7 separate regions of the Mus musculus genome follow, and all the other regions are linked to region 2. The links are chromatin contacts, called in public HiChIP or PLAC-seq and promoter capture Hi-C maps. All regions are on one chromosome and are shown on one strand. The core of a region is the stretch at or near the end of the contact, and the rest is flanking DNA. Distances in the headings are between cores, read along the strand shown.

What was found. Promoter capture Hi-C pulls out the DNA fragments that hold promoters and counts their contacts. HiChIP or PLAC-seq counts read pairs in DNA pulled down with a chosen protein or histone mark. Capture Hi-C pulls out chosen DNA fragments and counts their contacts.
Region 1: a promoter capture Hi-C map of liver shows a contact between it and region 2, with 4 times the contacts expected there. The contact joins the promoter of Ext2 here to the promoter of Prdm11 in region 2. A contact is called at or near these places in 2 of 39 promoter capture datasets (embryonic stem cells and pre-B cells) and 1 of 9 other capture datasets (liver).
Region 3: a contact with region 2 is called in a promoter capture Hi-C map of pre-B cells, with 2.5 times the contacts expected there. The contact joins the promoter of Phf21a here to the promoter of Prdm11 in region 2.
Region 4: a contact with region 2 is called in a promoter capture Hi-C map of the HPC-7 cell line, with 3 times the contacts expected there. The contact joins the enhancer-like site here to the promoter of Prdm11 in region 2. A contact is called at or near these places in 5 of 39 promoter capture datasets (the C10 cell line, the HPC-7 cell line, embryonic stem cells and 2 more) and 1 of 115 datasets of contacts at active chromatin or transcription factors (astrocytes).
Region 5: a contact with region 2 is called in a promoter capture Hi-C map of liver, with 2.0 times the contacts expected there. The contact joins the enhancer-like site here to the promoter of Prdm11 in region 2. A contact is called at or near these places in 4 of 39 promoter capture datasets (cranial neural crest, hippocampal neurons, liver and 1 more) and 1 of 115 datasets of contacts at active chromatin or transcription factors (large pre-B cells).
Region 6: a contact with region 2 is called in an H3K4me3 HiChIP or PLAC-seq map of bone marrow-derived macrophages, with 4 times the contacts expected there. The contact joins the promoter of Accs here to the promoter of Prdm11 in region 2. A contact is called at or near these places in 2 of 39 promoter capture datasets (hippocampal neurons and pre-B cells), 1 of 115 datasets of contacts at active chromatin or transcription factors (bone marrow-derived macrophages) and 2 of 9 other capture datasets (adipose tissue and liver).
Region 7: a promoter capture Hi-C map of pre-B cells shows a contact between it and region 2, with 2.6 times the contacts expected there. The contact joins the promoter of Alkbh3 here to the promoter of Prdm11 in region 2. A contact is called at or near these places in 1 of 39 promoter capture datasets (pre-B cells) and 1 of 484 Hi-C or Micro-C datasets (B cells).

Annotation. Positions count from the first base shown.
Region 1 is chr2:93,821,281-93,823,980 of GRCm38.p6, reverse strand. It overlaps Ext2 (exostosin glycosyltransferase 2), which reads left to right and starts at 1,413. Exons shown (of 14, transcript NM_010163.3): 1 at 1,413-1,594.
Region 2 is chr2:93,044,912-93,047,615 of GRCm38.p6, reverse strand. It overlaps Prdm11 (PR domain containing 11), which reads left to right and starts at 1,451. Exons shown (of 8, transcript NM_001368848.1): 1 at 1,451-1,637.
Region 3 is chr2:92,182,766-92,185,465 of GRCm38.p6, reverse strand. It overlaps Phf21a (PHD finger protein 21A), which reads right to left and starts at 1,284. Exons shown (of 19, transcript NM_001362829.1): 1 at 1,114-1,284.
Region 4 is chr2:93,802,001-93,804,764 of GRCm38.p6, reverse strand. The region is part of intron 4 of Ext2 (exostosin glycosyltransferase 2); the gene reads left to right. Among named protein-coding and RNA genes, the nearest start is that of Ext2, 19 kb to the left of the region's middle. Within about 2 kb of position 1,379, at least 6 of the 459 cell types and tissues checked have an H3K27ac peak or open chromatin away from gene starts, as enhancers often do. A contact at or near this core is called in the HPC-7 cell line, where this site is marked.
Region 5 is chr2:93,774,295-93,776,994 of GRCm38.p6, reverse strand. All of the region lies in intron 7 of Ext2 (exostosin glycosyltransferase 2), which reads left to right. Among named protein-coding and RNA genes, the nearest start is that of Ext2, 47 kb to the left of the region's middle. Within about 2 kb of position 1,359, at least 81 of the 459 cell types and tissues checked have an H3K27ac peak or open chromatin away from gene starts, as enhancers often do. A contact at or near this core is called in liver, where this site is marked.
Region 6 is chr2:93,848,662-93,851,361 of GRCm38.p6, reverse strand. It overlaps Accs (1-aminocyclopropane-1-carboxylate synthase (non-functional)), which reads left to right and starts at 1,419. Exons shown (of 15, transcript NM_001290782.1): 1 at 1,419-1,597.
Region 7 is chr2:94,009,461-94,012,160 of GRCm38.p6, reverse strand. Alkbh3 (alkB homolog 3, alpha-ketoglutarate-dependent dioxygenase) reads left to right here and starts at 1,431. Exons shown (of 10, transcript NM_026944.1): 1 at 1,431-1,478.

The DNA of each region.
Region 1 (2,700 bases), core at 164-2,663, 780 kb before region 2:
TGAGGGATAGAGACACATTCTGTTAGATGTGGGAAGAGGAATTTGGACAGAACCTTCTGTCCCTAGATTTTTCTCATTCCAATCTCTCTAGGTCTAAGACAAAGAGATAGTAACCCCCCAATACTGGAATCTTTGTTGGTGAGGAAAGTCTTCCTAGGTCTCCAGACAGTAATCTCTGTGGGTATTTAAGCTGTAAGTAACAATATCCACGAGGTGGCGCTAAAGTACAATCGGGACCAAAATGCATTCGCATCTCGTGGACAGATGAAGAACTACAGCCAGCAATGGCAAGCTGGGTTGCCTCATTAGCCTTTCAGTAACTGTCACTCAGCTTTTTGCTGCCTTGTGACAGATGCCACTATGCATGCCGCTCCAGTTACTTCCAAAATTTTATAACTGCGTCTTGGATTTTTGTTTGTTTGTTTGTTTTGTTTTGTTTTTCGAGACAGGGTTTTTATGTGTCGCCCTGGCTGTCCTGGAACTCATTCTGTAGACCAGGCTGGCATCGAACTCAGAAATCCGCCTACCTCTGCCTCCCAAGTGCTGGGATAAAAGGCGTGCGCCACCATTGCCCGGCTGGATTTTTTTCCCAGAAAAATATTATACTTACACCTGGACACAAGCATCTGCTCACACATTTTCTCTCTTCTGATTTTGCACAAGCACATTTTAACTAAAAGTGATCGTGCTTGTCCCTTCTTAAGGGACTGTGGCTTCTCATTAGCCTGTCTTGGAGATATTACCTTGCTGACTGGTATGACGACTCCTTCTCCGTTGTTCCATAATCCTACAGTTTACTTTCTTGCTAGTATTAGAAATAGTGCGGTGAATGTTTCTTTCTTTCTTTTCTTTCTTCTTCTTTTTTTTTTTTTTTTTTTTTTGGTTTTTCGAGACAGGGTTTCTCTGTATAGCCAGGAGATGTCCTGGAACTCACTTTGTAGACCAGGCTGGCCTCGAACTCAGAAATCCACCTGCCTCTGCCTCCCGAGTGCTGGGATTAAAGGCGTGCGCCACCTCGCCCGGCTGGTGAATGTTTCAATAAGTGGTGAGACTTTCTGCAGGGTAAACTACAAAGAAGGTTGGTTGGAATTGCAGGGCTAGGGAGTTTTTTTTTTTTTTTTACACCTTGATGGATACTGCCAAATTGCCCTGGGGGCCTAACTATGCTTTGCAGAGTTGTAGATTGTCTCTTTATGGCTAAGCTAGCCTGGAACTAGTGAGTGATCCTTCTGCTGTGCTGAGATTATGGATATAAGCCACCACGCCTGACCCAAATGCTTGCCTTTTCCACAGTTTTATCCCAGAGCTTGGTGCGCCTGGCTGTCACTCTGCCTTTGCCCCGAACGGGAATGCTCACGTGCGCTGACTCCTCCTGTCCAGCAGGGGGCGCGGCGCTACCGCTTCGCATGCGCAGTGCGCGCCGTGTCAGCCGTGGGGAACTGGAGGCCGGCGCAGGCTTCCCCGCTGGCTCCAGGGTACCTGGTGCTGGCGGCGGGCTCCCGTCACCGCGCGATCCGACACAGCCGTGGCTCGCGGCCCGCGGCAAGAGCCGGTGACGGAGCGCGGGGCCGAGCGGGAAGCGGCCGGTTCCGAGGTGAGCGCGGCGCGCGGGCGGCCGGGTGGGCCTCGGGGCTGGGCCTCTGGGAGCCCCGGGGCTGCAGGAGCGCCGCAGCGCTGCACCGCGGCCCCTGCTGTACCTGTGCCCCGGTCCCCAGGCCTGACCTCCTGTCCAGAACCTCTGCTTCCTGTTGTAATCGGGCGTTGTGGGACCCGAGTCCTCCCAGGAAGGCCTTACACCTTGGCTGTCCAGGACCGGTGTCGTCCAGTGCATGTTCTGGGTGGGACGCGGTGGAGAGGGTGGCTCAGGAAGGAACCACTGGCTCCGAGCGTTGGGAGATGCGCTCCGGATGCTGGGAACAGTGTCCAGTTTTGAGAGTCAAATAATGGTTTGGTGTCACTTATCAGGTGCCAATCTGGAAGCGCCCTATCACTTAGGGAGTGTGGATGTTGTCTTGAGTCTAGGGCAGGTCCATTTCAATTTTTAAAAGTCAGCCATTAGTTCTAAGTAGTGTAATTGAACTTTGTGTGTACTCTGGAACTCAAGGCGATTCACGGGAATAATAAACACGGTTGAGTTTTTATTACAGTCACTTTCCCTGACTTAAACCTCCTAGTTGCTCTATAGAGCCTGTGTAGTCATCTGAGGATCCAGGCTGCTGGGCGCTGAAGCCCAGCCTTGGAGTTCTGTTGTGGAACCCTGGAAGTTCTTAGCCTTGCTCTTGACCTTTCTCCACCACAGGGAGGTTCAGAAGTTTGTCACACAGTGCTGTCAGGAGGATGAAGTAGCACATACTAAATGCACATGTGTAGGGTAAGTGTTCACTTGGGTACTTAACGTATTCACCGTGATGTAACTGCCACGGTCAGTCAAACAGTGTCTTTATATTGGAAACCCTTTTTGGAGGTAATGAGCCACACTGGAACTCTAATTCTAATCCTGTCATGGCTGTGCACCGTAAGTTTGTGTCTGTTTGCCTTCTTTGCTTTCAGAAGCATTCCTGTGTAGCGGTGGCAGGCTGTTCAGCGGGCAGGACAGCTCTAAAAAGGCTAAGACAACAGGAAATTGTGACTTGGAATGCTGGGCTGAGTGGATTGGCTATAGCCCGGAGCTTGGAAGAAAGGTGTTTCAGGCCAGTGTTA
Region 2 (2,704 bases), core at 202-2,701:
CCCTGATGTTGTTTCATGTATGGTCTCTTCCCCTCATAAGGGACAAGTGGCTAATTCCTCAGCCTCTCTTCCTGAGCCTGCCCTCTCCCAGGTGTTAGTTAGAACTTGAGGTAGTCCTACAGACTTCTGACTGGGCTGGAGCCACAATGGGATACACAGATCCAGGTCTTCATCCATATCCCACACACGACCCGGTGCTTCAGAAAGCTACACTGTGGACACACAGCAAGCACCTAGCCATTTCCATAGCATTACAGCTGCTTCTGGGCTCTTTACATACACCCTCAGGGCTCACCCTAGAGCTGGCAGCTGGACCTTTACAGCTTTGCAAGAAGAGGAAACAGGGTCATAGCTACAGACACTCAAGGTCATACTGCAAGTGACAGACAAGGGAGCCGAAGAAGCGTTTATGTTACCAAGGTCAAGAGAAATAAGAGAAGTTGCCTCCTGTCCCAGCCCCCATCAGGTCTCCTAAGCAAAGCATCCTCAGGAGTACTTGACCTTGGAAAGCCCTCTGGGATCGCCCTGGTGGAAGCTCCTTTCCCTGGGTAATCGGCTCCCCTGAGGTGACACCTTCTTGGGACTATCTGGACCTTCCTGGACTACCTGGCACTGGGCAGGCCTTCCAAGATCTCTTACTCAGGTAGAATCCTTTTTGGCAACTTCCAGCCTAAGGTGAGGCCCTCCTTCGGCCAGGGAACCCACCCTGCAGCAGCCTCCCCTTGGGGTCATTACAAAGAAGGGCTTGGGGTAGGGTTGTTCTGGTTCCCTCTGACCACTCACACTTCCTTTAAACACCCCAGCCTTACTACATCCCTTCACTATCTTTCTTGCTGGGTGCCATTTTGCAGATGGATACAATGAGGCACTAGGCAAGTTAAGTTAGGACACAGTCCCGTTCCAGCTTTGTATTCAGATTTGGTACTGTACTTTGATCTGAACAGCAAGTGACACTCACCCTTTAGTCCCCACGTAAATAGTTAATTTTTCTCACAGGCCCCAGGGCCCTTTTCCCTTGGTGTTCTATGGGACGCATGTTACCCAACTTCAGTTGATACTTCCAAACGGCTGAGCAACCAAAGGGTTAAAGGGGCCCGGAAGAGGACCCTGTAAGGGTTAAAATTATAAACGCATTTATCGCCCTCTGACTATTTATTGGGTTGTAGACCGACAACGTCGAAGCCGGGCAGAGCCAGGAGGCACCCTCGGATGGGCTTGCGCAAACGCCACAACTTTCTAGCACGACCCCCAGAAAGTATCCCAGGCACAAAGTTGGCGCAGCCCGCTCCTCCTCCGCAGCGTCGCCCTCCCCGTGGGGCGCGCGGCGGGGACGCGCGAGCTCCCGCGCGGGGCCGGCTCGGGGGACGCGGGGCTCAGCGAGGCTCGGCTCCGGCCCCCTGAATTGGGGGGTCCGCGTCTGCCCCAAACGCCGCTTTCTTCCGTTTTCCATGTCATTTCCTGTACTAATAAGATGGTGGTCAAAGCAGGGGAGGAGAGCAGCAGCGAGTCGCCGCCGCGCTGCCGCTGGCGCTGAAACTTTGCCCGGCCGGGGACCCCGCGCGCGGCCGCCCCGTCCCGCCGCGTCCCGCCGCCCCGGCCCCGGCCCGGCTCGCCGCCCCGCGTGGGAGCCCGCGAAGGTGAGTGGGCCCGGTGGCCACCGTGGCCATGAACGTGAACATGGCTTCGGAAGACGCTGGGCGGCTCGCCAACCGGCGCGGGGGCCGCGGCGAAGAGCGCGCGGGGACACTGGGGAGCGGGGGCGCAGGCAGGCGACGGGGCACGGACCGGAGCACCGGAAGCGGGGCGGGTCTCAAGGTGGCCCGGGCCCGCAGGTCGTCGCCACCGCCCGACGCGGGCCTCGGGCGGCCCAGCCTCCGCCTCCTTCCTCCGCGCACTCGCCCGCCTTGTTCCACTGTAGCCTTTTCCTCGGCTCCGCCGCGCGCTGACGGACGCGGCCGCCGGCCAATGGGAGCGGCTGTTCGGGCCCGGCGTTCGCAAAGAGAGCGCGTAGACAGGGGGCAGGGCGGGGCGAGGGCGGGATGCAGCCGCTGGCCTAGTTGCAGGGACCCGGTCGCCGGTGCTTCGGGGCCGGGCTGGGGGGCTTAGGGACCGCATGCCTCTCTGTGACCTGCCGCGGGCCTGGGGCGGCAGAGGGAGGGCGTGCCTTTTATCTATTTTAAGTCTTGGTTGCAGCACGGACTCTTCGGGAATTCGCCCCTGAGTGTCGTCTCCACCCCCCACCTCCTCATTCCCGGTCCCCAAGGTACTATGTGATGCAGAAACTGCAGAAACTTGGTGGCCAATGACCTTCCTCTGTCAAGGCCAGCGTGCCCTAGGCAAGTCGCTGCAGGGACTACTGAGCAGCCTTGGGCTAATAAGGCAAAAAGTTGCTAGTGTCTTGAGCCCATCTGAGTTGGAGCTCAGACCCTTAGAATCAGTTGATGACCTAGAGAAGGAAAGTCTGTCTTTTGTTTTTTTTGACCATGGCTTCGTGTGGAGGACAGCCGTGGTCTGTGATTAAGAGTGATCAGAAAGAAGCACGCCCAGTCCTTTGTGCGTGGGGACTGCGAGCAGTGAAGGGAGCCTTCTTTTCATCTTGAGAACCCTATAAACTTTGGGAGTTTTGTCTATCTGAAGCAGAATAGTTTTCCATGAAGTGTGATTCCCGTGGCACCCCTGTCCCCCGAAGAGGAAGGCAGGGACT
Region 3 (2,700 bases), core at 35-2,534, 860 kb after region 2:
CGAGAAGTGTTGGGAACTGCGTGCACCGCGGGGCTGGACCAAACGGAAAGAGTCCCACTCCGCGCGCCCCTCCCCCCGCGGCCCGGGGGGGAGGGGCGGCCGCGGCCCCTCTCTGAGGGGCCTGCGAGTCCCCGGCCCGCGCGGGGTCCCGGGGCGGCCGGCCGGCGGCGACGGCGGGAGGGCCGCCCCAGGGTGAGGGGTGCAGGCGGACTCCTCGGAATAACAAGTTGCAGAAGAAGAAGAATAAGCGGAATTTCCCCAACGCTGCTCCGGCCACCCAAGACAAATGCACCAACACACACTCACTCACACACACTCGGGCCCGGCAGCGTCAGCAGCCGCAGCTTTTTTTTTTTTTTTTTAAACCAGATCTCTCAGTCACCAAACAAGATGGTTTTCCCAAAAAAATATTTTTTAAAATTAAATAACCATAATAAAAACTTCCCCCCGACAGCATCCCAGGGGGTGGGGGTGGGGAAGGGGCCCAGGCGGCCATCCCCTGGCCGCAGGCACTCGCGGGGGGCGGCCTCGGCCCGCGCCCCCCGCCCCTGCGGCCCCCCAGCCCGACCCCCCACGGGGACTCTGTGTCGCCCCCTCGCCGCCACCCCCGACGCGCCGCCCCTGTCACCCGCTCTGGCCCTGTACTCAGCGCCCAGGCTCCCGAGGCTGCTCATAAACTTACTTCCAATCTATCCTAGGGAGGGGTGGAGGGCAGAGGGGAGGAAGGGGGGAGACGAGGTATTCCCATTGTCTTTTTTTTTTTCCTGGAGGGGGGGGGGAGAGGAATAGGAAAAGGGCACGCAGGGGGGCGCCCCGAAGGGGAAGTTATTGCTGAAATCTCAAGTTGACTGAGGGGTCCTGACAAGAACACCCCCTTTCCCTCCTCCCTCCCACACACCCCTCCCCTCCCCCTACCTCCCCCCCACAACAAACTCCAAGCAAGCAGCCCCTGCTCCTTCCCAGAGACAAACACCAGAGACAAGACAGAGGGAGAGAGGGAGGGGGGGAAGGGGGAGGGAGGAGAAATAGAGCTACTCAAGAAAAAAAGAGAGAGAGAGAGAGAGAGAGAGAGAGTGAGGAAAAGAGAGAATGGAAAAAGCTGGGATACTGCACCCTCCTGCTGCTGGCTGGCTGTCCCCCCTGGCAGCTGGAGGCAGGAACTCTGAGCAGGAGAAGCAGGAGGAGGAGGAGGAGGGAACTCTTCTTCATGGGGAGGGAGGGAAGAGGCTGGAGCTGCCGCTGCTGCTTCTGCTGCTGCTGCTCTGGGCCTCTCGCACTTTTTAGATATTAGTGTGTTAAGATGGTAGGTTGTTCCCTTCTCCCTCCTCCTCCTCCTCTCCTCTCTCTCACTCACTCACACTCTCTCTCTTTCTCTCTCTCTCTCTCTCTCTCTCTCTCTGGGCTGTTTCTTTCCTCCTCTTCCCCAGGCAAGGGGGGGTGGGGAGGAGGGGGTGGGGGGGAGGAACTGGAGCCTCCTCCTCCTCCAGGAGAGACACACACAGGCCCCGGGCCGGAATGGGGAGGGAGGAATCAGAGCAGCAGGAGAGAAACTGTGGGAGACAAACAAGCCCAACTCTTCATCCTCCTCCTCCTCCTCTCAGCAGCAGCAGCGAGCACCACCAGCCCATTCACCACCCGGCCCCGGGCCGCAGCACCTCCGCCGCCTCAGCCCGGGGATCCCTCCGCCCAGGCCCAGACACACTCGCCCGCGCGGGAGCCCGCCGCGCGGCCCCGCCGGCCCGCCGCCGCCGCCGTGCGCGCCCCCGCCGCTCCCGAGAGCCGGGCGAGAGGGACTGGAGCTGGGGAAGCGGGGACGAGGGAAGAGCGGGCGGGCGGGCGGGGGGCCGGGCGGAGCTGGACCGCGACGGTCCCGGGCCGCCCCGCGCCCCTGCGTGCGAGCCCGTCGCTCGCGGGAGGCGCCGGGGACCCCCACGGGGGCACGGGGCGGCGGCGGGGGCCCGCGGCGGCGCTCGGGCGGGCGGACTACTTGACGTGTCGGTGCGGCGAATTTATTTCACTTTGCCTAAGGAACGGGGTGTGCTGCGGCACCCATTGCCTAGGGAAAAAACCCGGATGTAAAGTGAGTGAAACTAAACTAGAGTGAAGTAGGGCAGCAGCAGCCAAACTCCGGTGCAGCGGCGGCGGCGGCGCTGGGGCCGAGCGGCCGCCAAACTCCCGGCCCGCCGCCGCGTCGCAGCCCCGGCCAGGCCCGAGCCCCGGTCCCCTCCCGCCGTTGAGAGCTGCTGGGGGGCTCCCGAGCAACCCCAACTCCCTCCAGTGCAACAGCAGTTTGCAGGGGTGGGGGTGGAAAGGAGGCAGGAGCGAGGAGGAAGCACTGCAATGGGGGAGCGAGTGGTCCAGGCAACAGGAGAAGATGCAAGCTCAAGTCGAATGCAACATGCAATCCCCGGCCACCCCGCCCCCTTTGCAAATAACTACCCTTGAACCACTTTATTAGCCGTGCCGAGTCCCACTCTAGCTCCGGGGAGGGGCGGGGGACGGGGTCCTTCGCTCACCTTTATTTATTGCTGCTTTCTGCCCCCCTCTCCATGTTTTTTATTCCTAAGTTCTTTTGTTCTAAGGGGGATGATGGCATTTACTTTTCTGCTTTGTGTAGCAGGGCAATCACTGGGAATCGGCCACGTATAATCCGGCGGTTTGTCATATTTTATTAGTGAAAGTATTTTATGCCTAGTCCAC
Region 4 (2,764 bases), core at 130-2,629, 760 kb before region 2:
AGATGGTTTAGAAGTAGCTTCCTGGTGGGAGCCCAGTGAGTTGGTGATTGGAGCATCCTTTGCTTGCACAAGACACACCCAGAATGGGTACTTTTCTCCTCATGGGTGCTTCATTGTGTGTCTGCACCACGCTTGAGTCGCCCACCATCAGTGGATGGCGCTCGTGATTATTTCTAATGTTTAGCTGTGTGAATATACTGCCGTGGACTTTCTAATCTGTAGAAGCCTGCGTTTTCAGTTACCTGGCTTTATAGTGAGAGCGGCATTGCTGAGCCATGTGGCAATTCTCTTGTAACTAGTAGAGGAAACACCAGGCCAGTTCTCAAAAGCTGTGGCACTGCTCACCAACCCTGTCTAAGGTTTCTAGTCCTCGTGGTCTTTTGCAGCTCTGTCATTGTCTGAGCTTTGACTTGGGCCACCCTAGGGCACTGGGGCTGCACATTGTGTCTCCATAGTGACCGTGCTGCTAAGTGTCTCTTAGGCTTATGGCCATTTATATGACTACTTTGGAAAAATGCCTGCTCATATTATTTGCTCATTTGAAATTGAATTGTCTTCTTATTGTAGAATTTTAAGAATTTTTATATAGTCCAGGCATGGCTGCCTTGTTGGGTATGTGATTTGCAAATATTCTCTCCTGTTCTGTAGGCTGCTCATTACTTTCTTAATAGTGAGTGACCTTTAAGGTACAAAAGGTTCTATTTTTAAGGAAGTACAATTTCCCTCCCTCCCTCTCCCTGTCTGTCTGTCTGTCTGTCTGTCTATCTGTCTGTCTTGCTCTCTGTGTTCCTTTCTGTCTGTCTCTGTCTCACTATCTTTTTCCAAGGTTAGGGGTGACATTTGTACTTGTATTTGGAGGCCTGAGGCTGAACTCAGGTATCTTCCTTTCCTGTTCTCCTTATGCTTGCAAACCTTATGTTTGAGACAGGGCATCACTGAGTCTTATGTTTGAGACAGGGTATCACTGAGTCTGGAGTTCACCAGGTCCTAGAGTCCGGCTGGCCAGGGAGCCTCTGGAATGCCTTGTCTGTCTCCCCAGCAGCAGGCGTGCAGGCACATGCCACCACACAGCGTTTCACATGAGTGCTAGGTACTGAATTCAGGTCCTTGTGCTTTCACTGCACGCTCTTTCCTGCCTCAGTGTCTCCCAGGCCCCAGCTGATCGGATTTTTTGCTTAGGTTATTGTACTTTTGGTGTAAATGGCAATATTAAAAGGAGAAACCATTGCCATATCAAGCTTCTGGTAGGTTTACAGATGTTTTCTTTTAAGAGTTTGTGTGGTTTTATGATTGTGATGTGTTTTGAGTGTGAGGTAGGGTGAGAACCATTCTCCTGCACGCCCAGTGGCCTCAGCACCATGCCTGTATTCTTAGACCCTTGTTGAGATTCACCTGGCTGTAAAAGAAGGCCTTATTTTTGGATTGTCTACCCTTGTCTGTGTGTGAGTCCTGTGGAAGTACCTCGCTGACTCGGCTACTTGGGCTTTGTACTAAACTTTGAAGTAGGTAAACTGAGTTCTCTAACTTTGCAACTTTTTTTTAACTGAAAACCCTTTACACTTTAGTTATTTTTGATACAATACAGTGAGTCAGACTCTCCTATCTGGGCCTCTTCCTCTTTTCTTATAGAGCTGCAGACCCACTGAGCTAGGGCCTTACCCTGATGGCTTCATTTAACTGTAAGCCCCTTCCAGGGGTCTCACCTCCACAGACCATAGTCAGATGTCTCCAACTTCTTCACTTTTCACAGTGTGAGTTAAATTTTAGCATGAGTCAGGCAGTGGTGGCTTTAATCCCAGCACTCAGGAGGCAGAGGCAGAGGCAGACAGATCTCTGAGTTAGTGGCCAGCCTGGTCTAGAGTGAGTTTTAGGACATCCAGGGATACACAGAGAAACCCTGTCAACAAAAACAAAAAACAGAAAAACAAAAAACAAAAACATAAAATTGTCAGCATAAATTTTGTTAGGAATGTTTAAACCTTAGCAGGTATTAATGTTTTTAAATTAATATTCATCATTAAATGTGAACAAAATAAAACTATTCATATACTATTTTAATTATCAAAATGAAAATATTAAAGAAATTCTTTGCCTTTTTTTCCCCCTACAGGGTTTGGGATTGAACCCAAGGCCTTTTGTACACTAGACAAGTTCTGCCACAGACCTACACATTTGTAGCCCTTACTTTTTTGAAAGAGTTTCACTATGTAGTCCAGGCTGGCTTTCAGTTTATAATCTTTCTTTTATACCTGCTAGGATTAGAGGTGTGGGCCTCTATGCACACTTTACAGATAATTCTTTTAAGAGAGGTTCTTATTCTATAGTTCAGGCTGGCCTGGAATTCACTTTACAGACTAGTCTGGCCTTGAACTTGTGCAAGTCTCCCAACTCTGCCTTCCAAGTGCTAGGATTACAGGCATGTACTAAAATCCCCAACTCTTCACAAACAGTTCTCATAGAGCCTTCAGAGGCTAGGAAAGCTGCTGTACTTCAGCACCCTGTTCCAAGGCAGGATCTGGTTACATTCTGGATGGGTGGTCTGTGTGGGCCACTGGGTTCCTGTAGAGCAAGCAAGTTTTTGTCATGTACCCAGGATCTTCAATTTGGCACGTCAATGTAGCATGGGATAGGCTGGCCTGCCTGGCACATACAGTCTTGTTTGTATGTTTTGGGCACAGTGAACCTCTCTTACCAGTTCTGTGGGTGATGGGAACCATCTCCAGTCCAAGTTCCCAGACACCAGTCAAGAAGCCAACCCAACAGA
Region 5 (2,700 bases), core at 110-2,609, 730 kb before region 2:
TCAGAGAAGAAGGCCTCAGGCTTCTTAAACACTCAGCTGCTGAAGTGATTTTAAGGATAAAGTGCAGGAGGGCTCAGAATCCCCACTGTGAAGAGCTTTCTGAGTCATAGTTTAGGCACTTGGAACTCATGAGAAAACTCTCTATAATGTACCACAGGCAGGTTTCTTGAGACCTTTGTGTAATAGCCTACAGTCACCCTAGCTCATAGCTCACTCAGGTGACAAATGGTAGGGGCAAAAAGAGAGCCACCAACACGACACTACTCAGAATCCTGCTATGGCGCAAGGACAGAAGGCTTTTCCTTTGGGATCCCCAGACTTCATCAGAAAGAGAGCAGGGGCTGGCTCTCCAGCAGCCAGCAGTTCATAGAGGACTGGGGCTCTACTCAAGTAGACCAGTGACTCTCCTCTTCTTTTCCCCTTGGAATGTGTGTTACAGTAGAAAGGGCAGTAAGATCATCTGACTGCTGAGTTCACATTATACCAATAGAAAGAGCCTGCCTAAGAGCACCTCCCTACCACTGTCTGCAGATGTTCACTAAAGAAAACAGGAGAGGGCCCTGTGCCAGTGTAGTAGTAGCTTTGGGGTGAGTAAGCTTTTGGTTGTCTTTTCAGTCAGTTCACATGGTGTGTGTGTGTGTGTGTGTGTGTGTATGTGTGCGCGCGTGCATGCGCGCTATTTTAATTAACAGGAGCAGGCCTTTCAAGTGGGCCTGGTTGGAATAAGGCTTGTTTTATATTTACCTTCTCTAGTCAAACAAACACATGCTCTCTTTCTCCTGGTTTTAGCATAGCAAACACGGGAAATCTCACCCCAGGCAGATTCCTTTATAGCTGGTTGGCCCAAGTTGTAGTCTTATTTGTTTATTTTTGATGACAGACCTTGATTAAAGGTTTCCAATGCACCTTTCAGCTCTTTCATGAAGCCAGCCGGGATAGAAGGCTGGTCAGCTGCGGGCCCTGAAGAAGCTCCTTATCTGTATAACAGTGGGATTTGGAAGCAGGATGGCTCCGAAATCTTAGCAGGCAGAATGCAGTCTCTAGCCTCTTTGTTGAGAGAGTTGGGCAAACATAATTTTATTGGTCAGTGGCTCCTGCTTTAGTAACCTTTCACCCCTGTGTCTCTTGAAGGTGCAGGCCACTGGCCGGCCTTGCCTTTGAACTCCTCAAGGCTCCTGCCTCCTCAAAGGCTCCCAGTCAGGCCTGGTGTTTTGCTTAGGACCTCACCTCACAGCAGGGCCTCAGCAGTTGGGAAAACTGATCCACCCTAAGAACGTTGACATATTTGAAGGTGATACCCCTGAGACTGGAAACCTATGGCTTTCTATTTCAGGACCTGTCTGTCACATGTCAAGAAGCATGACTCAGGCTTCCCCCTTTCCTCCTCTACCCGTTCTTGTTTCCCACAGGACGGGAGGTCATCACCCTGGGGTATTTCCTAAGAGTGATCACAGAGCCCTCTCTTACCCCATTTTCTCCCAACTTTGCCCAAGGCATTTATTTTGGGAGAGTTTCGAAGACTGCAGAAACATGCAAATCCCAAGCTGCCCTCAGTGTCCAGGAGTGTCACTGATGTCACAAAGACCGTGGGGCTCGAATGTTTTGTCCTGACGCCTCATATCATACAAGCTGGAGTCATAAGATAGCCCAGCACCCCCCAAGCCCCCTCTTTCAGGAACAACTTGATCTTGCAAGAGCACAGAAAAAACAGAGGTTGCCTTCCCACCTCTGCCCTCCCGTCCCTGTGTAACTCCTGCCCAAGGAACGGGAGTCCAAATGTTGCTATTTAGAGGCAGCTCTGGGGCACAGGCATTAGAAGGTTTCAGCTTACCATCTTTGGCAAAGAACCAAACTTGTCATTCCAAAAATATTTAGTGGAAAATCCATCTTCTTCTGGTGATGTCTTTAGCCTCGATGAGGCCCTGGGTGGAGGGACCTCACTCAGTCAAGGCCCTTTGTTTTCCCAGAATCCAACAGCATACTGTTGATAATTGCATTGTCTTTTGGAGAGAAGATGACAGTGTGCCGGGGTCTGTGTTCGGTACCAAGGCTACACTGTACCTGCCTTTGACCCTCTGCCCTCCTGTGGTCATAAGAAGTGTTTTGGGTGTGGTTCTGAGCTCGTGATCCAAGTTTCTGTCAGCTTCTGAACTGGCCACTTTTGAATGGTAGCTGTCATTCTCTCCTGCAGAGAAAGCAAGCAGGCCAGAGAAGCTGAGTCGGTGACCTAAGCATTGGAAGAATTGGAAGCCTGGGGTTTAAAAAGTGTGAAGTTTTATTTATGAAGTACTATGATTCTTTTTTTTTTAAGCACCCTTTGAACCGTGATAATCATCTGAAATAACTTTTAAATACCTAGTTTAAGGAAGTTTCTGAACTGTGAATTGTACAGGCTGAGGTCTTTGTTCTGAAGTATCCAGTGGTCTCAAGGTAGGGTGAGGTGGGGTGGTGGGCGTCTGTTAGTGTATGTATTATCTACTTGTTCATGTCTGAGTTAGTCGGCTAGGGCTGCCACAGCAAAGTAGCAAAAGCCAGATGGCTTGAACACCAGAAAGATGTTTTTCACATCCTGGCAACCCAAGTCCAGGATGAAGTGGCAGTGTTGGGTTCTCTGAGGCTTCCTGCTCACCGATGCCCCCCAACCCCCATCCATCCCTGTGTCTCTTCAGACACGGTCTCATGAGTTCATGCATCATTGTG
Region 6 (2,700 bases), core at 170-2,669, 800 kb before region 2:
CATGCTTAATTTCCAAGTGAAAAAAATGAGGTCATGACTATGCCTAACATGATGTAACCATCTCATGTACAGCCGTAAACACGGTATGTATTTTAGAACAGGTGGCAATATTCCCTTGAGGGGCATTCTTTGAGTATCTCATAACTTAAATATGACAACCACTGATATTATCTTAATTTGATGTTAGCATTACATGATAAGGGATTTGACAAAAGAAAACAAATATCTGTACAAACACAGTCTTAACACAATGTGACAGAAACGGTCACGTCGATCACAATCCTCACTTCAGCAGTTGGTTTGAGCTGGTGTGTATAACTACCTTCCTCTCCTACTCTTCTGTATTTCCTCTGTCCTTAGTAAGCACCTCAATAGGTCTTGGTGTTTTTCTTGGAAGAGTGACCCATACCAAGGACATTTATAAAAAGGAGCATTTACCTAGGGGCTTGCTTACAGATCCAGAGGGGAGTGCAGTGACAGGCAGGCATGGTGCTGCAGCAGTGGCTAAGAACTTACATGATCCTCAGGCGGAAGGCAGAGAAAGAGACGGGGCGTGGCTTTTGAAACCTCAAAGGCCACACATTTGCCAACAAAAGCACACTTTATAATTCTTAAACAGTCCACCAAACGGGAACCAAATATTCAAAAACATAAGCCTGGGGGCGGGCATTCTCATCCAAACCACCACAACTTCTGTGACAGATTGGAACTACGGAGGCATGCTACCTTGTCAACTTAGCCATCACTGGCGCGCAGTGTCTCCTGTGTGAGCATAGCCACTGTTAAACTACCTAGATTATGCTCCTGACTCTGGGAGGCTTATAGGTGGCAGTATTATATTTGCATAGATCGTTATCTATCGGTCTGAGCCTCCTGGTCTGTGTTTGACAAGAGGTTGTTTCCTAGCATAACTATAAGAGGTGGAGTTATTCGATTTGGTATTTGCACTCAATTTGGCATGCCTCTGCAGGCACACAGTGAAAACGACTTACAACTTCTCGTTGCTTTCTTGCATTTTTTTCTAGTACCTGGAATTGAAGTTTTTCCTTTGTCTCCTCACATCTCTAAAAATCTATTTAGTATAGACTGGAATTCAAAGAAGTCCCCCTTTGAGAGCTATTCATTCCTGGGTGTTCCCATGGCCATATGAATATACATATACATGTCGATACTTTTCTATATTTCTTTTGTAAATCTTTTTTTTCCGGGCCTTGAGAGAAGCCTTTACAAATAGATGGCGGGGAGATCTCATGCTTAGGTAATGCCCAGGAAGATTGGTGTTTCAGCGGCTCTGAGCAAGTGTGTCCGAAAAGCTAGAGGTATCTGAGCTCAGCCAATGAGAGAAGGAATGGAGTGGGCGTGGCCTTGTCTTAACCAAGATCCTCCACCCCTCTGTTTCTTTCCCATTTCTAAGTTCGGACTCCAGTTTCTGGCAGACAGGGAAGTGCTGAAGACCGGAGCTTCCTCTTCTGTGACCAGGAGTCAGGGCACAGACTCCTTCCCTGTGTTCCCGCCAGATCGCCAGGGGGCAGGCTGCTCCGGTATCACGGAAGTCCGATCCGGAGAATATCGCGCGCGTGAAAACCCAAGGTCCAAAGTAGGTGCTGTATCCGCCACAGTGCACCGAAGGGGCCGGGTTCGCTCCGCGGTGCTCTTGATCGCTTCCTGCCCTTAGGTCTGGAAGTCTCTGAGGCCCGGAAACCCCTGGCGGGCCCTGCAGACCATTCTGTCTTTGTTGTCTTGGTTGGGCTGGTGAGATCACTAGGCCTGATTGACTACAGCGCCTTGAGCTCCTGCTGGGTTCTGGCTGCATTTAGGTCTGTACCGCGTTGTCCACAGCCCGAGCATTTGGTGATGTTTTTCCTCGGATCTAGGCTATCGGTGGAGCAGGCGTGTGCTTTGCTGAGTCCCGCCACCTTGGGGAGGACCCCAAGATTTGCAAAACAAAAGTAAACTGCGGGAGGGGAGGGCATTTTCTGTGTCCCCATCAACCATCTACCAAGTAAGACTTGTACCTTGAGACAGGGAAATCAGAGAGCATTTGTGATAGAGTGATTCATATTTTAGACTTTTGGCCACTAGCCAGAGTTTGGTATGAGTGCTTTATCGCCCTCAGGTCCTCACTGTTATTCTTTGAGATGGTTATTGGTCCACCAGAGCGCAGGTGCGGCATGACAGAGGAATCCTTAGGAGGCTCCTACATTTTGGTAGGCAGGAGACCCTCCTCTGCGGCCCTTGTGTCCTTTGTGAGTAGAGACAGGATCCAGGAGTGCCTGCACTTGTAACTCCTACTCCCCTTTCACCCCCACCCCCACTTCCCACCACCTTCTGCTCCTATCCACCCATCACACAAGAAGTCCAGAACTGTAGCAGTGATCTGCTTGGGAAATAGCCTGGTGTTCTGAAACTGAGGTGAGCAAGCAGGGGGAAAGATTGTTGGTGATCCCTGAGGCTGCCGAAAGGAGAAACAAATGCAGAAATGCTGCAAGCTAAAGCCACAGTAGATTAGCTTCGTTTCTATGTAGCCAGCCTGGTGTGGTGCTCACAGGTCCTCAACAGATTGTGTTTGTTGAAGTGTTTAACTGGATAAGGACACAAGGGATGATACACAGCTTGCAAGAAGAGGCAGATATCTTAGTTCCAGCTACTAGGGAGGCTGAGAAAAGAGGATCACCTGAGGACAAGAGTTCAAGGCCAGCA
Region 7 (2,700 bases), core at 182-2,681, 960 kb before region 2:
CTCAAATGAAAGGATAAGGACAATTTTGTTAGTTTAAAAGAAAAACACACCAAACATCTGAGGACAGGTAAACTGTAGACAGCCGCCCCAAGGAAGAGAATAGGGGGTGGGGATTCCGTGTTAAGTGGGCATGGAGGTCAGTCACTGAGTGGAAGGCAGCCGTTGTCATGTAAGAGAGGGAAGCATCAGAGAAAGAGTAAGGGGACATCAAATGCTGGCAAAAGTCTGAAGTCCTAAAAGAAGCATGCTTACAGGAGGGACAGCAAGAAAGGTAAGCTATGGTTTTTGTTGTTGCTGCTGTTTTTAGTTTTTGTTGTTGTTTCTCTAGGTAATTTAGAAAAGCAGGAAGGCTTGGAACCGGCGTGGCCATGTTCCTTAAGTGACGGAGATAGAGGGTGGGAATCGGAGAAAGGAAGTACAGTGTCTCATTAAAGTACTAATAAGTCCACTTATCTCTTTAGTGTTACTTCAGGTAAGCCTACCTTCCTAGGGGTCATTCTTTGGCCAGGTGATTCTATTCTTTTGACGAGTGGGGATTTTTCTTAAGGAGCCTTTACCGATACCCTGACAGAATCAGGCTTATTTGAAAGATCTCCACAATGATTGTGTTTTGGTAAATTTTAGAGAATAATATTTGACAGAAAATAGTTGACTTGGTGCTACAGTCAGAGTTGTCAAATTATAAGAGACATGGCTTAACCTGATCTCTTTAAAGAAGCTTGTGAAGAGGTCAGATGCGTGAGAAGGCACTTTAGCTATCGTGAATTATTAGATTTCTATAGTGGTCCAGACGCTGCTGTCTCATTTAATCCCACTTAACAGGACCACTTAAAAAGTAAGCAATGCACTTGCCCCAAATGGTGGCATTGGAATGAAATTTAGACAGATCTGTGGACTCAAGTAAAGTTTCCTTAGCACTGAGGAACTCAGATAAATAAGGCATGCTCTCACGTCCCAGCGTAAATGCTGTGTAGAAAAGACGGGCGCGCTACGTTGAGAACAAAGCGCACCTTAGACTCTTCATGGTTTTCAAGGTAAGGAGAGAATTCTATAGCAGAACCCAGCATGTCCCAGTCCTCCCTACTCCCGGATCAGTACAAGTTCCGGGAGAGTGCGGTTGCCCTTTGCACAACAGACCTAAGATGCCAGCACTGGTTTCGGGAACTAGTTTCCTGAGGACCTAGGCCTAGGAGGCTCATCTTCATCCCCACATGTGCCCCTGACTCCAGTTCCCATTCCGACCATATTCCCTTCAGCGTCTCCACCCGGCCCTTTAGTTGCCAGGGATGCGGGGCAACCCGGACTCCGGGCTACCCACCGGAAGCGGAAGCGGTGGCAGTATGTCACCTAAGAGGAACTACGCGCAACGGAGGCCTGTGGTTGGACGTTGCAGGAGTTGGTGCCTCACTCTGAAGGTTCCCCGGCGTCCAGACGGCTGATTAGGGTCGTGTCGGGACCTCTGCTCAGGGCCCAGCCAGGTTGGTCCGGGGCGCCCAGCTCCTTCCTGGCTTGCTGGCCGCGAGCCGGGGGCAGGCGTGTGAGGACTGCCCGAGGGTCCGTTTCTGGGCCATCAGAAGGCTGTTAGCCATTTCTCTGTACCTCAGCCTCGAGGGCGGGACTGTCTCCTGCTTGAGGGAGAGGCCTGAGGTCAGACGGTGGCGTCCGCTGCCACGGGGTTTGCTGGCGGGACGGGATAGATCTGTGCATTCCAAGCAAGTTCCTGCACCTGCCAGAGCCCTTGTTCTTTTTAAGGTTTTCAGGCTTGGAGTTCCAGGGTGGCGGGACCTTTGTTAGGACCTATTAAGTTCTGGGACTCCTCGAACTGACAGCACTCAGGAAGTCTCAGACAGCACTCTGGAATTTCTGTTCACCACTTGCCTTAAACAAGTCACGTCAAGGTGAGCAGGTCAGAGGCCTTCACTGACCCCCACTAGTCTTATGCCTTTAGGTCTCCGAGAATATGATACACGAGGGTTTCCTTCACACATTCGGTAAGCCCGGAGAGTTGGATTTGATTGTGTCATTAACTTTTTGAGGGAATCGACATCTTCTCCAAGGCCCTACCTGGTAAATGATAAGCACTTGATGGGTTGTCGGTGATGAGACGGGGTCTCAGTATTTAGCTCAGGCCTCCTGGATGCTGGGATTACTGGTATGTGCCTGTAAACCATCATTTCTACGTCCTAAGGAGATTTAAGCAGAGCCCTGAGCTCTGTTGGATCGGAAGGTCTAGGAGACGAGGCCTGGGAACCTGTGGTGTAAGCAGTCATATGAGTGGACTGTCTTTGAGAGCTAGAAGCTTTCCTAGACTCATAAAGAAGTGGCTCGCAGGTTCCGAACATGTGACCTGACCCTTAAGAATTCTGTATTTGCTATAGGGTAACCTTTGGGCAAAATTATAGGGGGTTTGATTAGCTCAAGGCTGGAACCTGACAAGAGTTGAACTTTTCATCAGTATTGATTTCCTGAGTGTCTCTGTAAGTCACTAAACCTTCTGATCTCTATACATATTAGCATATCTTACCCTTTGCTGCTTGTTATAAACATAGAAATAGAGTCTTTCCTAAATTGTAGTTTTAAAAGTGGTACATGGATATTTTAGATTTTCATTTCAAACTTAATTTTAAAGTTGACAAATCATTGTTCTTATTTATGGTATTCTGTGACATTTTGATATATGCTTTTGATATAGAATGAATG